Regions from separate parts of the Gossypium hirsutum genome. Here region 2 is linked to region 1. The links are chromatin contacts, called in public Hi-C maps. All regions are on one chromosome and are shown on one strand. The core of a region is the stretch at or near the end of the contact, and the rest is flanking DNA. Distances in the headings are between cores, read along the strand shown. Region 1 holds the start of LOC107948371 (translin). Region 2 holds the start of LOC107948375.

Evidence for each region. Hi-C and Micro-C count contacts between places; a contact is called where the count stands out from the background.
Region 2: a Hi-C map of leaf shows a contact between it and region 1, with 3 times the contacts expected there. The contact joins the promoter of LOC107948375 here to the promoter of LOC107948371 in region 1. A contact is called at or near these places in 10 of 34 Hi-C or Micro-C datasets (callus, hypocotyl, leaf and 1 more).

What each region holds. Positions count from the first base shown.
Region 1 is chrA04:66,418,314-66,425,271 of Gossypium_hirsutum_v2.1, forward strand. LOC107948371 (translin) reads left to right here and starts at 4,548. Exons shown (of 7, transcript XM_016882883.2): 1 at 4,548-4,922; 2 at 5,011-5,107; 3 at 5,204-5,319; 4 at 5,411-5,455; 5 at 6,012-6,037; 6 at 6,281-6,416; 7 at 6,512-6,832. The coding sequence starts at 4,565. The coding sequence ends at 6,621.
Region 2 is chrA04:66,571,547-66,579,060 of Gossypium_hirsutum_v2.1, forward strand. LOC107948375 reads right to left here and starts at 5,731. Exons shown (of 2, transcript XM_016882898.2): 1 at 4,007-5,731; 2 at 2,808-2,851. The coding sequence starts at 5,663. The coding sequence ends at 4,320. It overlaps LOC107948376 (indole-3-acetic acid-induced protein ARG7), which reads left to right and starts at 1,546. Exons shown (of 1, transcript XM_041111043.1): 1 at 1,546-2,280. The coding sequence starts at 1,769. The coding sequence ends at 2,122.

The DNA of each region.
Region 1 (6,958 bases), core at 3,298-5,797:
ATGGAAAACAACTAGGTAAGCGTTACGAATTCTTAGTAAGTTCATAGGTAATAAATGATAACTTTCCTTGATATACAATTAATAGTATTAAACTAAATAACGTGACACAATATACCTGACATAGCATATTCACAATAAACAGGTGAGTTCATTATAAATCAAGTCATATATCAATTCAACATTTAATAAAGTATTCAATTTAGTACCATTCACATAAAATTCACATTTCAATACCATATACATTATCAGATTATCATTTACCATTCAAGCATCAAGCTTGAAACTTGCCATTTTCAATTCACTTTCCATTATTCAACTAGCTTGATGAACTCTAGTAAACAAACTCAGATACACGGGTAACTACACCACACTAGAGAGCACCATAGTGCTAAACAGAGAGCACTGAAGTTCTAAATAAAGAGCACTAAAATGCTAAGCAGAGAGCACCAAAGTGCTAGACAGAGAGCACTGAAGTGTTGAATCTATATAATTGCGCAAATAACCCTATTGGCATGCCATTTGTATCTTAATTGTTTACTAAGTTCACATGCTGTATTTGTAACATTTAAGTCACTGTGATGCCATCATATATATATCATCCCATCATAAAACATTTCTTTACAAGTTAGTCCATGTCTCACTTTTTTGTACCAAATCGTAACTAATTCAAAATTACATTTACACATAAGAAATTTCATAATTCAACATATTTATATTAATATTACATATAATTACACCGTATGAACTTACTTGGAAGAAATTGCAATAACAAGAAGTCAGGGACTAATCTGTAATTTTTCATTTTCCTTGATTATCTTTCGGTTGGTTAAATTCTTGATCTATATGATAACGCATTTCAATTTATCAATTCCAAATACTTTATAACATTCTATTTTATGCATATGACAGTTTAATTTCATTTTTTTGAATGTTCCCTAAAGTTTTGCATTTCATTCAATTTAGTCCCTAAAATTAAAATTGTTATAACTTTCAAATTTGAGCTTCAATTTTGAAACATATATCAATTCCATCCTTCTATAACCTTATATTATAAAAATTTATAGAAATATAACATCAATTTTGAAATGTATGCTCTTCATCCCTATGTTCAAAAACTAGCAATTAAACTTTACAAACTAGTCCTTTTTCACTTCTAAGCTCAAAATCTATCAATTTAATACCAAAAGATTCAAAAAATCAACAATGAAAACTTTTCAAAACTTTAACAGTTTCACAAATTGATACCCGAGTTAGCTAAACCAAACTCTTGAGACCTAAAAAAATAAAAATTACAAGAAAATGACTTAATTACACTTACCAATCTTTAGCCGAAAGTCTTGAAAGTTCAAAACCCTTTCTTTATTTTTGTTTTCAGTTGAAGAAGAAGATGACAAGAATATTCTTTTGTTTTTCTTTTAATTTGGCATATTAATTAATTATAATTAACTTAATTAACTTATAATTAACTAAACTTAAGCTTAATTAACATTTTTTATGGTTTACAGTTCATTCCCACTACTGTATATTCATTTTTAATGACCCAATTGCTTAATTGGTCCTTTAATTAATAAAAAATTCATAGCGATTAATTTTTACTATTTTTATAATTTAGTCATTGTACCTTAATTAACTACCCAATTGACAAAATTAAAGAACCAAAATTTAATTAAACCGTACATTAACCTTGTACATATTAAATATTAATATTTATGGACTCAAACATCGAAAATGAGATTTCGAAACCATTATTTTGATACCACTGAAAAATAGGTTGTTACATCACCTCTAGATCTGATCCATCTTGAGGCTCCAACTTTATCATATGAAGCATTGTAACAAAATCAAACAATTGATCGTATCAACATGTATCTTAATAAAACTTAGCAACCATCATTCCAATCAACCATTAATAAAATCTAACACAACATGGTAATTAAAACACAAACAACCATTCTAAACATTCAATCAAAGTAAACTAATTAATAGCTTGGGAATGCTTAGCCATGGAAAAACATCCACATTCAGAGCTAAAGTCTGTGTTGATCTTCAAATTACATCGCCATCAACAAGAAAGAGATGAGATGTCTATAACAAATTAAAAAATTCTACAAAGCTTTCTTTACAAATTCTCTAAAAATCTAAAAATGCTCTCTACAATCTTATCTAAATTCTAAATCTCTATTTGCTTCTATACAAGACAAGTATATATAACAAGAACTAAATGACCAAATTTTCCTCACTAAAAATAAGTTTTTCAAAGGCTAGAAATAATAATTTTACTAAAATGCCCTTTAGTATTTGTCACTTAATTCACGTTTACAGATTAACATCACGACCTCCACTATTGCGGAGTTGCGACATTGATGAAAGATTTCTCTTAGGCTTGGTTTAAGGCATCATCGTCGGGACCTCAAGATTCACACGTCGTGACCTAACGATCCGATGTCATGACTTCAACAATTTTTATTTTGTTATGTCACTTACTGTTTGTGCCTTCTTCAAACTGGTCTCACTTAGTGTCACGCCCTCATACCATGCATGTCGCAAAGTTGCCTTCAAATCTCCAACATATCATTCCAAACAGTTTCTCACATTGAGGCCTCTTATCTACTGATGCCACGACCTTATGGCTAGTCATCTCCTAACACCACGTTGTGACTTCTGACATCACCACGTCTCGATGTTAGGACCATGACATGCTTCTTTCTTTATTTCTAGAGCATGAAGTGAAAGCCATTAGAGCTATCCCTATAAGACTATTCATTATAGTTGACAAGATTGTTTGGCACTTTACCAAAGATGACAAATACATAGTTAAATATGGGTATAATCTTTCAAGGTAGCTAAAGCATATAAATGAAGCAGGTGGTACTTATTCGAGAAGTAATAGACAAAGCTCAATTTGGAACTCGATATGGAAAATTCAAGGTACCTTAAGAGTTAAGAATTTCATACAGAGAACTTGTAATAATGTTATCGAGCTTTGTCAAACAAGTGTCCAAGATACAATGATGAGGTTGAATCTCTTGAGCATATTTTGTTTGGCTGTCGAATTGTAAAAGCGGTTTGGAGAGCATCTTCGCTTCACTATGATCCTACAAAAACCGCATCTTCGCTTCACTATGGTCCTACAAATATTGATTTCTCTAGCTTTTTTAACTGGTGGATTGAGACAAATGAGCAATTTCTAAATTTTGGGTCTTCTTCGACCACAAGTATGACAGCTTGGGTATGTTGAGAAATATAGAGTTGGAATTTATGGATGTCTGAAAGCATTAATACTGACCCCATACAAATTTGGAGTGATGCTTGGAGGATTTTTTGAGTCTCTAAAGACTGAGGAGAATGCTTTGTCCCAATCAGCGCCTTGAATATTCGACTACTTCATGGAGCCCGCCTCTGTATAGTGTTATTAGATGCTTCCTTTGATAAGCAAATGCTACATTTGCCTGGGGGCCGTGGCAGCGATGGTTTATTCATTAGAGGTGCAAATGCCTTAATCTTTGATGGATTTCCTTTTGTGGTATGATAAAAACTAAAGGTGAGTAAAATTCGATTCGATTAAAAAAATTGAAAAAAAATTCGAATTATTCGAATTGAATTAATTGAGTTAATTGAATCAACTTAATTTTTTTTCGAATTTCAAGTTTAAATCAAATTAAATTTTTTAATTCGAATAAGCCAAATACTAAACCGTTTTACTCCCTTCCCCCGCCCCCACTCAAACCCTTTTATTTTTCCTCAACCCCTGAAATTTTTTTCCCCATAAAAAATTACTTTTCCCAAACCCCTGAACTATTTTTTTCTTTTACTTTCTCTCCAAAACTTTTACTTCTCCAAATCCCTATCTTTTTTCCTTTTGCTTTCTTTTAAACCCTAAATTTTTTTTTCGAATTTATATCTACTATTTATGTTATTGAATTAAATTTCACATTTTGTACTATTTATTTATTGAATTGTTTAATCATGATGAATCTTTATTAATATGTTAAAATTGAATTATTAATAATGCCATAAAATATTCATGTTAAATATTTTATGTTTGTATCAATTTCATATTTTATCTTTAAAATAATTTATCAGAAGATAATTGAAATAACTAAATAATCAAAATAGCTGACAAGTATATAAAAGACTAATAAATAAATTACGGATGGATGGAAGTTAATAGCATTACGGTGGACAAATTTATTTTTTTAATTTACTATTTGATTTGATTCGAATTCCATCTTACTCGATTCGATTCGAAAAAAATTTAAATCAAATTAGGATGATAAAATAGGATTCATCAACTCAATTAACTCAACTTTTTCCATTCAATTCGATCAGATTTAACGCTCACCCCTATTAAAAATAAAATTTTTCACTTTACTTATTCAAGTGTATTTAATATTAGAATATTTATTTAACAAAATGGACCGACTTTATCATCACTGATTGATCGAATGATCAGAAATTGATTTGATTTTCAGTGCGAAAGTTGAATGGGAGGGTGTGGAATACACCGCACTGCACATATATAAAAAACATAAAATGATAAAATAAAGTGAACAAATTTCAAATTATGAAATCAGCGTTACGGAACGCTTACTACTTCACTCTCTCTCGCTACTCCTTAAACCCTAACCCCTCACTTCTTCAAATTGCTCCCTTCATTTCCACTTTTCCTTCGCTTCCCTCTGTCCTTTCCAGAAACCATCCCTTTCGTTCCCCTCTCTGCGCCACTCTCATGGCCGGCGGTGATTACGACTCGCCGCAAACCTCTCCTTCTCTGGAGAAACAGTTCGAGAAGTTCCGAGTCCAGCTTGAAGATTCTGGCAGCTTACGGGAACGCATACGCGCCGTCGTTCTGGAAATGGAGTCGGCGACTAGGCTCATGCAAGCTAGCCTCCTCCTCGTTCACCAATCTAAACCAATTCCCGGTAACATTCTTCTTTTGCTTCTTCAAATTATATGGTTTTTGGAATATTACCTATTTTATAATTTTTACGCATATGTTTATATCAACAGAGGTTTTGCAGAAGGCAAATTCTCAGATTAACGTACTAAAGGGTCTTTACAATAAACTTGCTGAAGTTGTTAGGGAATGCCCTGGACAATATTACAGGTGAGATTCATTGGAGATTTTGGTTAATTTCAAATTTTATTTTAGTAGAAATTTTTGTGTTCTTGATGTGGTGTTCGGGTGTGTTACTGTGTTTAGGTATCATGGGGATTGGAGGAGTGAAACTCAAATGGTAGTTTCTTTGCTTGCCTTTATGCATTGGTTGGAAACTGGAAATCTGCTTATGCATACTGAAGCTGAGGAAAAACTTGGATGTATGTTTCAGTAATGAATATTTATTCGGTTTTACGAGTAATTTTTGTATTTGCTAATGAAGACAAATGAGAAAGTTGGTTGTTTTGGCAGTGAACAATTCGGATTTTGCTTTAGACCTGGAGGATTATCTTGTTGGTATGTGCTGAAAGCTTCTCTAATTGAAGAGTTCTATACTCTCATGGATTGAACCGTTTGTTCCGTACTATTTTTTTCTCTAATCTTTTAAAGATTCAATTTTCTTTAGCTAGCCTGAAGTATTCTAGTTATTGAATGGCAAGTAAATGTGATTGACCACATCAATAGGCAGGATGAAATTCTTTGTACATTCTAATGCATTAGAGTCTTTTTCTTTATTAAAATGGCCAGGGTAGTTAACTGAACTTCAGTTTTCCATTTTTTTGGTTCATCTTATTCAAATGAGGACTGTCTCGTCAGACCAATTGATACTTGTGTTAAAATATTTTTAAGAGATTCACCTATCATATATGCTGTTTGTATTTTTGGATGAACTAAATGAAGCATTGTTGATTAATCACCTTTTCTGATTATTGTCATTCTTCAGTTTTTATGGTTTTTCTCCCTATATGTGCAAGAAACATGCAATGTCTATTACTTTGCATCTGAATTTGAGGGTTATTATTTTTCTGCCAATTGAATATACTGATCTGGGAATCTTTTTGATCTCTTGCAGGTGTTTGTTTCATGTCAAATGAAATGGTAAGAAATATGTCAGAAACTTGCTTTCCCGGGCTTTTCAAATTGACAAATGCGTTCTTCCTAGTCTATTGTTTTCGTGTATTTTTTATTCAGATGTTTAATGAGACTGCAAGTTAGAAAAGACTTGTTGGAATGTGATAATTCCAAATGGAACATTATGGTTTTGAACAACTGGTGAAATACTGCATTGGGAAATGTGGCAACAAGGCTTAACATAACATGCATTTCTCTTCGTTTTAACAGCCGAGATATGTGGTGAATCAAGTGACAGCTGGTGACTATGATTGTCCAAGAAAGGTGTTGAAGTTCTTGACAGATCTTCATGCGGCCTTTCGCATGCTTAATCTCCGTAATGATTTCCTGCGCAAGAAGTTTGATAGTAAGCTTAATCTTATCCAGTGCTTTGAGAATCCGGTGTTTTAAGCAACTTCTTATCGAAGACTGAGTTTTTGAAATGCTTTCTCATTATTTTAGGTATGAAGTACGACCTAAGAAGAGTTGAAGAGGTCTATTATGATGTTAAGATTCGAGGCTTAGCAACCTCCGGGGATTCTGTAGGAGATCAAGGAGCCCAAAAGATATGATAGGTTACAGGAGTGGTACATACAACTACTAGATTATCTCTTTCATTTTCTTAACTGCAATTTCTCAAGGGAGTTTGTGATCCTTCAATGCATGGTTTAAAGCCAAAATTTGCTACTTGAACAAAGGAAAGGAGGGTTCAATAAAAAAGTTGTAATAGAGAATAGTTGACAATCTAATCTTTTTTAATTTATTATTCGATCTTTTGCTGAAGTTTTTCTTTTTCTGTTATTCCATCATCAATGGTTAAGCCTGGAAATCCACTGTTTTCGGAATCGGACTGGACTGGCTGGTCGAACCGGTTGGATTTAGAATCAGTGTAGGTCTAGATAGGGGCGA
Region 2 (7,514 bases), core at 4,481-6,980, 150 kb after region 1:
ATCAAATCATTGGGTTATTCATTCATACTTGCAGTTTAAGCTGTTCACTTGAAATATCATCTTAGTTTAATGATTTATTCATCCGTATATGAAGTTAACACTTATAAATTGTTCTAGCATATCTTGTATTATATTCACAGTCCAAACTAGCTGTTGACATAGGGAAATAATACTTATAGTTTTACTTCTATGCTTCTACAAATACCCATTCCGCAGTTCCAACGAGAAAAAAGGGGGGAAATGGAAGAGGGAAAATGGAGTCAAATTTTCAGTAGTCCCACAATTTAATTAAGTCCTTTTTACTTACATTCAGTTTCTCACACCATGTCTGCAAAACTGTAGGAAGCTCTACTCGAATGATGTGCAGAATTGAGTGATTTATTGTCCCCCTTCGCCTTCAGACAAACGCGTACAGCATTTAAAGTCCTCAGGGGATGAACCCTTTGCTGTCCTTTTCAATCATTTCTGTGAATAACTTGAGAGAAAACAGAGTCATTTCCACTTGTCTTTGTCAATGTAACAAATAATGATCCGTATTTCTCTTTCCTTGTTCTGTTTTTTTCTAAGTTTTTTTTAAAAATTTATTATTCTTGCCGAAATTTTGGAATTAATTAACTTCTGAAGTTCATCCAATGCAATAAAAAAAATGAATATAAGGATATTTTCAAGCTAAAAGAGAGTATTTAAACTATTGGTTTGGTCGGTAAGATATGGAGCCAAACAAATCTTAAGTATGGAATGTTTGAAACTACGAATCGCTGGCTGGGGTGTTAAGGATCATTGTACAATTCCATATAACCACTTCCATCCTCTTCGCTTTACTTTTTTTTTAACTCCCCTTAAATCCCTGGCAAAGACTTGGGTTGTTTGTCTCCAGCAATTCCTTGTTTTGCCCATTACATGCATGCACAGACAGACAAGGGTCCAGAGATACGCAAAAGCTTATCCCGAATCCAGCTGCAGAACATAGCCCAGAAGAGAGTAGAATAATAGTTCATGAATTAGATGTATATATAATATCTCCTTCAATGATAAAACAAAGGGTCTATACTCCATACAGTTACTGAGATTTAAATCTCACCTATATGAATCAATGAAAAAGATCCATATAAAGCTCTCTTTTTTCACTCTTTTGACAGTCTGGGCCTGAGGCAAGCTGGTGTATATTTAATATCCATTAATACTACTAACATTTACAATATATAATATGTATGTCAACAAACTGAAAGTGGAGAATCACACTCTGCCCAAGAAGCTTATCCTATCCCTCTTTCATATCTTATCTTTTCCCACTCTCAACTTGTGGGGTCTTAACATCGAGAACTTCGAAAGATCACACCGATCAAGCACCATCCTTTCTCACTCAGAGTTCATGTCTGACCTTACAAGCAATAATTTTCTTATACCCTTTTTTATATAATGACATGCATGTTCGTACACTTTTGTATCAAGACACCAACTGCTATAAAAATGGCTACACCATCTCAATATCCATACATTTCAGCTTAAGAAATAAATAACATCACTAAACCTCCTACCAAGACTTCGACCAACCCAAGCTCATAACCTCTTAGGCCTTAGTTACATATCATGTCAACCAATTAATGCTCCCCCCAAAAGCTCTCTCTCTCTCTCTCTCTCTTTCTACTGCTATATAATCCTTTCTTTCAGTTCCATCTGTTTCACTACCCAAATCTCCATTTCAGATTACATGTGCAAGTTCCTTTCCCCCATCTACTCTCTGTCTATGTTGGCATATTGCTAGACAATGAAGGGGAAATTTCTAAAGGCATGCATTACCAAATGGAGGAAGATGGGGAATAGAGTCATACCTTGTGGCAGTTGCGAATACTGTTATGAGTGGGCAAAGTGGCCTAATACCAAGAATGAAGAGAGTTCAATCCCGAGAGATGTGCCAAAGGGTCACTTGGTAGTATATGTTGGTGAAAACTATAAGAGGTTTGTAATTAAACTTACCTTGCTCAAGCACCCACTGTTCAAGGCATTGCTAGATCAAGCTCAGGATGAATATGATTTTACCACAGACCCCAAACTCTGCATTCCTTGTGATGAAAGCCTTTTCCTCGAAGTTGTTCGATGCGCTAGCTCTCCTCAAGATTGAACACTCTCCCGGTGTCTAAAGGATTTTATGCTAGAAACTTGATTGATTCACGGGGTTTCAGTCTAATAAGAACGCTAATATATAGTATACTGAGTAGATCGTTGTAACATTTTTTTTGTAGCATATAAATGTAACTCCACTGAAAAAGTATTTGACTTCCTGTTTGCCTATTTTAAGTTCTGGTTCTAAGGGCCTCAACCTCTCAAGGCATATGAAAGCTGGTGTGCCTAAATGGAACCCAATTAAACACACAGTACGATACCATATCAACACCAAACCCCTACCAGCTCCGGAATCCACTTTACATTGGAACTTGAAAGAACAGCTAATTGAGGTACAAAACGTATGTGTAGATGCGGGTATATGTTAAACGTATGTTTAATTTTTTTTCAAGTCTCTTTCTCTACATCCATATCCAAATGTCTGCTGGACATGGTTGTCAATATTTCATACAAAATAAAGAAAAATATAGTATAAAGCTATAAGATTAGAATTATATTACTATCAATGAAAATTGCCCTAGAGACCGGGGAAGCAGGCTCCTTAATCTCATCGAGCCCGTCTCAAGGGCAGTGTCCATGATACTTACCTGTAACAGTAAAGCATGGTTCAACTAGCAGATGCACGCAAAAAGCGGGTAACTAACGAGGAAGAATCAGACATTCTAGGTTTAGCTAAGATTATCGAACTGTGTTCTTCAAGATTCATCTAGAAATTCAGGAACAAATGCTGCAAGAAGAATGAACAGAACTTTAGACGTCAAGTGTCTGAATCAAATTATGACACTAGATTAGCAAGCAGTGACCTTGAAACACGGAAAAGAATCGAATCCCAAGCATTTGCACTGTGTTAGCATGGGATGTTGTCAAATGCATGACGATAGAAAGGTTACAAGTCAAAAGGTGGGAAAGCTATGGTTCCTTAGCACTGAGAAACGCTGTATGCAGGTTCAACGCCAAAGAATTTCCTCAGCTTGGAACCTCCAAAGTAAAACCAGAGAAGTTGCGAAAAGATAGAAACTCTAGTATATTGAGCTATGAAAAATACACCAATCGACACACAGTAGAATCTTGTAACATATCATATGCTTTGCTCATTAGCATCGTAAGTCTAAACTGTCTACAACAATGAGAATAGATATATAAACTCAGTCTTCGCATAACAATAATACTTGCCAACAAATATAGACAGAAACAAGGACCAAAGGAAACTTGGTTACAAATCACAGCAGAGCATACTACAAGAATCTACAGAGTATGACAAAATATTACAGACTATAATGTATTGAATCTGAAAACTATAAAAAATTTGATGATGATGATAACAACAACAAAACTCAGTCAGAAAACTTTGCGGCACCTTTATAGAAAATGCTTATTATAAGATCTTGTTCCATACGAAAAACAAGATACAGCCATCCACATTTTCCACCAACATGGAGTAAATGTATTTCAAAGCCACAACCCAAAAGTTTCTTTTAAAACAAAAAACCAGCTTCGTTGAACCTGTCCAACTACATGGGCAAAACGGCCGCTTCATTACTGAAGCTACCCAATAACAACATTGGAATAACAAAATCCAGTTTGAGGATAATGTTGACAATTTAATTTTATATAACACCATTTTGGTGATTTGAACCCTGTAAAGATATAAGAGGGCAACCATCCTTAAAGTCTCTTATAAACTAACATAAACACCCTCAAATCCCAATTCACCATGACAACTTGTTGAACTTAGACTACACTCCGCAAATTACCAACAATTACAAGCGATGTAAAAACAAGAAAAGACTCCTACAGTGCAAAAACAGAAAATCATAACATCACATATAAACAGTCTAAGGACAACAGCACTAGCAGTATTTGAAGCATGAGAAATTATTACCATTCTCATATACCAGCAAGGAACAAGTACTGCAAGGCAGTAAGAAACAACTGATGGCAACAGAATATACACACAGAAGCTTTGTAGTGGAAAATATACACAAGTATATATTGTGTTCCCTCATAAAAAAGTACATGCAATGCATTGGCAGGTTCTTAGACCGAAACTATGGCAGTATTGCATCATTAGCTCTGCAAAAACAGGAAGACTCGAAGCATTGAAAATGTTGCCGATATCTTCAGGCATCTTCAGTGTCAGAATCGAAAGTTATAGCAGCAAATGAAAATTTCCCCCATTTTTTCCGATTGAATTTTCATCCAAGTCCATCAATCAAAGCCTCCAATTCTCTCCTCCCATACCTCCTACCTTCTGTATTAGCTTCCCTAGACTTCACCACAAAGTAAAATATCAACCAAGCTACCATGAAATACAACTCCAGAGCTGCCTGAATAACCGTGGCAAAAAATTCTCCCCCTATACGAGTCAAAATCAATCTTGCCAACGACCCACCTAAGATAGCTTCATAACACTGAATCTGTATCCCTTGGTTCAAAAGTGTTGACATCAGATAACAACCTTCTTTAATAATTTCTCTCCCGGTTCTCCTTGAATCCACAACGGCTACCCAAGCAGCTAATGAGAATGCAAATGAAACCAAAGTATCCACCAGAAACCACGTAAACAAAAACCCTGAAATCTCCTTCTCATAACCCCTAATCCATGGTGACATAACCGAAAAAGGCATCAACTTTAACCTGACAAAAAGCTTAAAAAACGAGTAGTGATCCTCAATTTCTCCGAAATACCACAATCCAAGAAGCTGAGTCACCGCGTCTCTTACCGCCCATTTTATTAGAACGAACCCAGTGAGTCTTTTCAAACCCATTTTAGACCCACCCCAAAAAGCCCCAAAAAAGGAAACAAATCTTCCAATCAAGTCATTAACAATTGTGACAAAAAGAACACCAAAAATCAAAGAGTAAATCGCCGTAAATCCTAGAATTACCCATCCATACGCCGCGGATAGAAAGCTGACGATAAAGAAAAGCACCGCTGCGTCTCGACGCCCCAATTCAAATCCTTTATAAACAAACTGAAAATCCACAATCTTTTCTTCTTGCTGGTCCCTTTCATTGTTTTCGTAGTCAAATGAGATTGTCTTGAATTTGACTCCGTAACGAATAATTTCCGGCAGCAGAATACCGTTATCCGCAACGAAATGCGAAAACCCTAATTTGGTATCGAAGTTTGAAAGAATCAACGGCGTGCCATTAAGGGGGCGGTTAGATAAAGAAGCGAACGGGGAGCGGTGGCGGAGGTCATCGTCGGAAGAGAATAAGTCATTATCAAGAGCGCCGACGCGCGTGAGGTGGAGGAAAGGACGGCGTGCGTGGCGACGGGTTGATTGGAAACGCGCGTGCGGATGGGACGGGTGGAGGTCGAGGCGAGAAAGGAGGGATTTGAAAGAAGGATCACGGTCAATAAAGGAATTGAGGAGAAAGGAACCGGATTCAACTAAAGAACGAAAAGAGAGGAGAAGGAAAGAAAGGAAGATGAACGTGAAAGGGTGGGCGGTAAAATGCACGGCAGTCTTTTTGAGGATCTGCGATGTGGACCGTAGCTGGCCGAACCGGTGGTAGTGATGGTGATCGGTCATGGCGGTTGTCTTGTCTCTTTCGGGTTCAGATTTCTGGGGCGTGAATGAGGGGCAAGGCCATTGTTTCTCTTATTTTCTTTTTCTATTTCAGATTTTTTTTTTGGTCTAAATTTGCTATCAGTCCTCCTATTTTTTACATTTTAAAATTAATCTCTCCACTTTTTTGAGCAAATCTCTCTATTTTTAATTCACGAATTTAGTCACTATTGTATTGTTTAATAACTTAAATTGAAATGATAACACTGAACTTTGTTTTTTTTTTTTATAAAAATAATATAAAAATTATTTATTTATTTATTTATTTATTTATAAAAATTTCAAAAATTATTTATGAAAATAGGGTGTTTGTTAACGTGATCGTCGGTGTTGCCTGATACACTGACGACACCATCTCACTTTTCAACCAATCATCTGACAATTATTAGACTTTTAAAAAAAAAATTGGTGTCTTTATTATGTCAGGTGGCACCTGTATGTATATCTGAAAATAGCTCTGAAATTATAGGTATACATGGTGATAAAAAAAATTTAATGGTGTCGATGGTGAGTTAGGTGGCACTGCTTATATTTAAAAAAAACAACACACATGTTAAGAAAAAAAGTTGAAATGAAAAATGTATATTTTAATTACTGTTGTCGGTGTGTCAAACGGCACCAATTTATTTAAAAAAACATGTTGTCAATGAAAAAACAATAGCAAAACCAAAAAAATTATTTGTATTACTATCTCCTGACAAGTCGACAACACCGGTTTAAAAATCTGGGTCACGCGACATTGTTAGGCGAAACCGCCTAGTATATAACCCCCCATCCCTCAGCTAAAATTTTGTTTCTTTTGAAGAGAACAAAAAATAAATTTGTGTTTAGTAAAAAAGGAAAAAAAAGCTAAAAAATTGTTTAGCAATATTGGAGAAAAAAATTGGTTTAACAAACCAGAAAAGAAAAGAAAAAAGCTCTTTAGAAATCAACATATTTATTTTTCATTTTAGACTTCAAAAGTAAAGTTCGAATTTATAAAGTTAGTTTGTAATTATTTATATTTGATTATATTTTATAGTGATAATTAGTAATATGAGATGCAAGTTATATTTTTTGATAAAAAGTGCTTTTGTTGCTAATTTTGTTAATAGGCGCTATTTTTTTAATAGAAGCTAATATTTATTTATTTTTAATTTATTTTACAGATTAACTATCTAAGATGAATAATTAATTCTTTGTACACGTTCATTTTGAGGGAGTAATTTTACAAACAACAATTGATTGTATATTTGAATCTCGTTGGTAAATAGGAATGAGGTTTAATAAGAATGTAAAGTCGATGATATGAAACAAAGTATTAGTGCAGAAATTACTCGATGTTGTGGGAGGATGATGTCCAAACTTGTAACAGCCCGTTTTTGGTCAAATCAGAGCAGTGGTTTTGGGACCAAAAATTCGAGGTCAAAATATTTATTTTATTATTATTTTAATGTTTACAGTATGATACTATGTTGGTGTGAAAATTTCGTTAAGAAATTTTATCGTTTGATTGGTCAATTTTATAAAAAGGACTAAATCGCGTAAAATGCAAAAGTGATGTTCTATTAACTAAAGGTGTTTAATAGCTATAGAACCTTAAAGTGAAGGTCCTTAAGTGGTAATTAGCCCATTAAGGAGTTAGTGGAAAGTAATGGCTTGGTATAATGGAAATTATTAAAGATTTTTAAGGTTATTAGTGTAAATTAGTAATTAAAGGTAAATATAATAAAACAAATGAAATTTTATTCTTTCATTCATCTTCCTCACCGAAAAATACAACCTAAATAGCCATGGGAGAAGCTTTACATTCGGCCAAGACATTTATGCTCAATT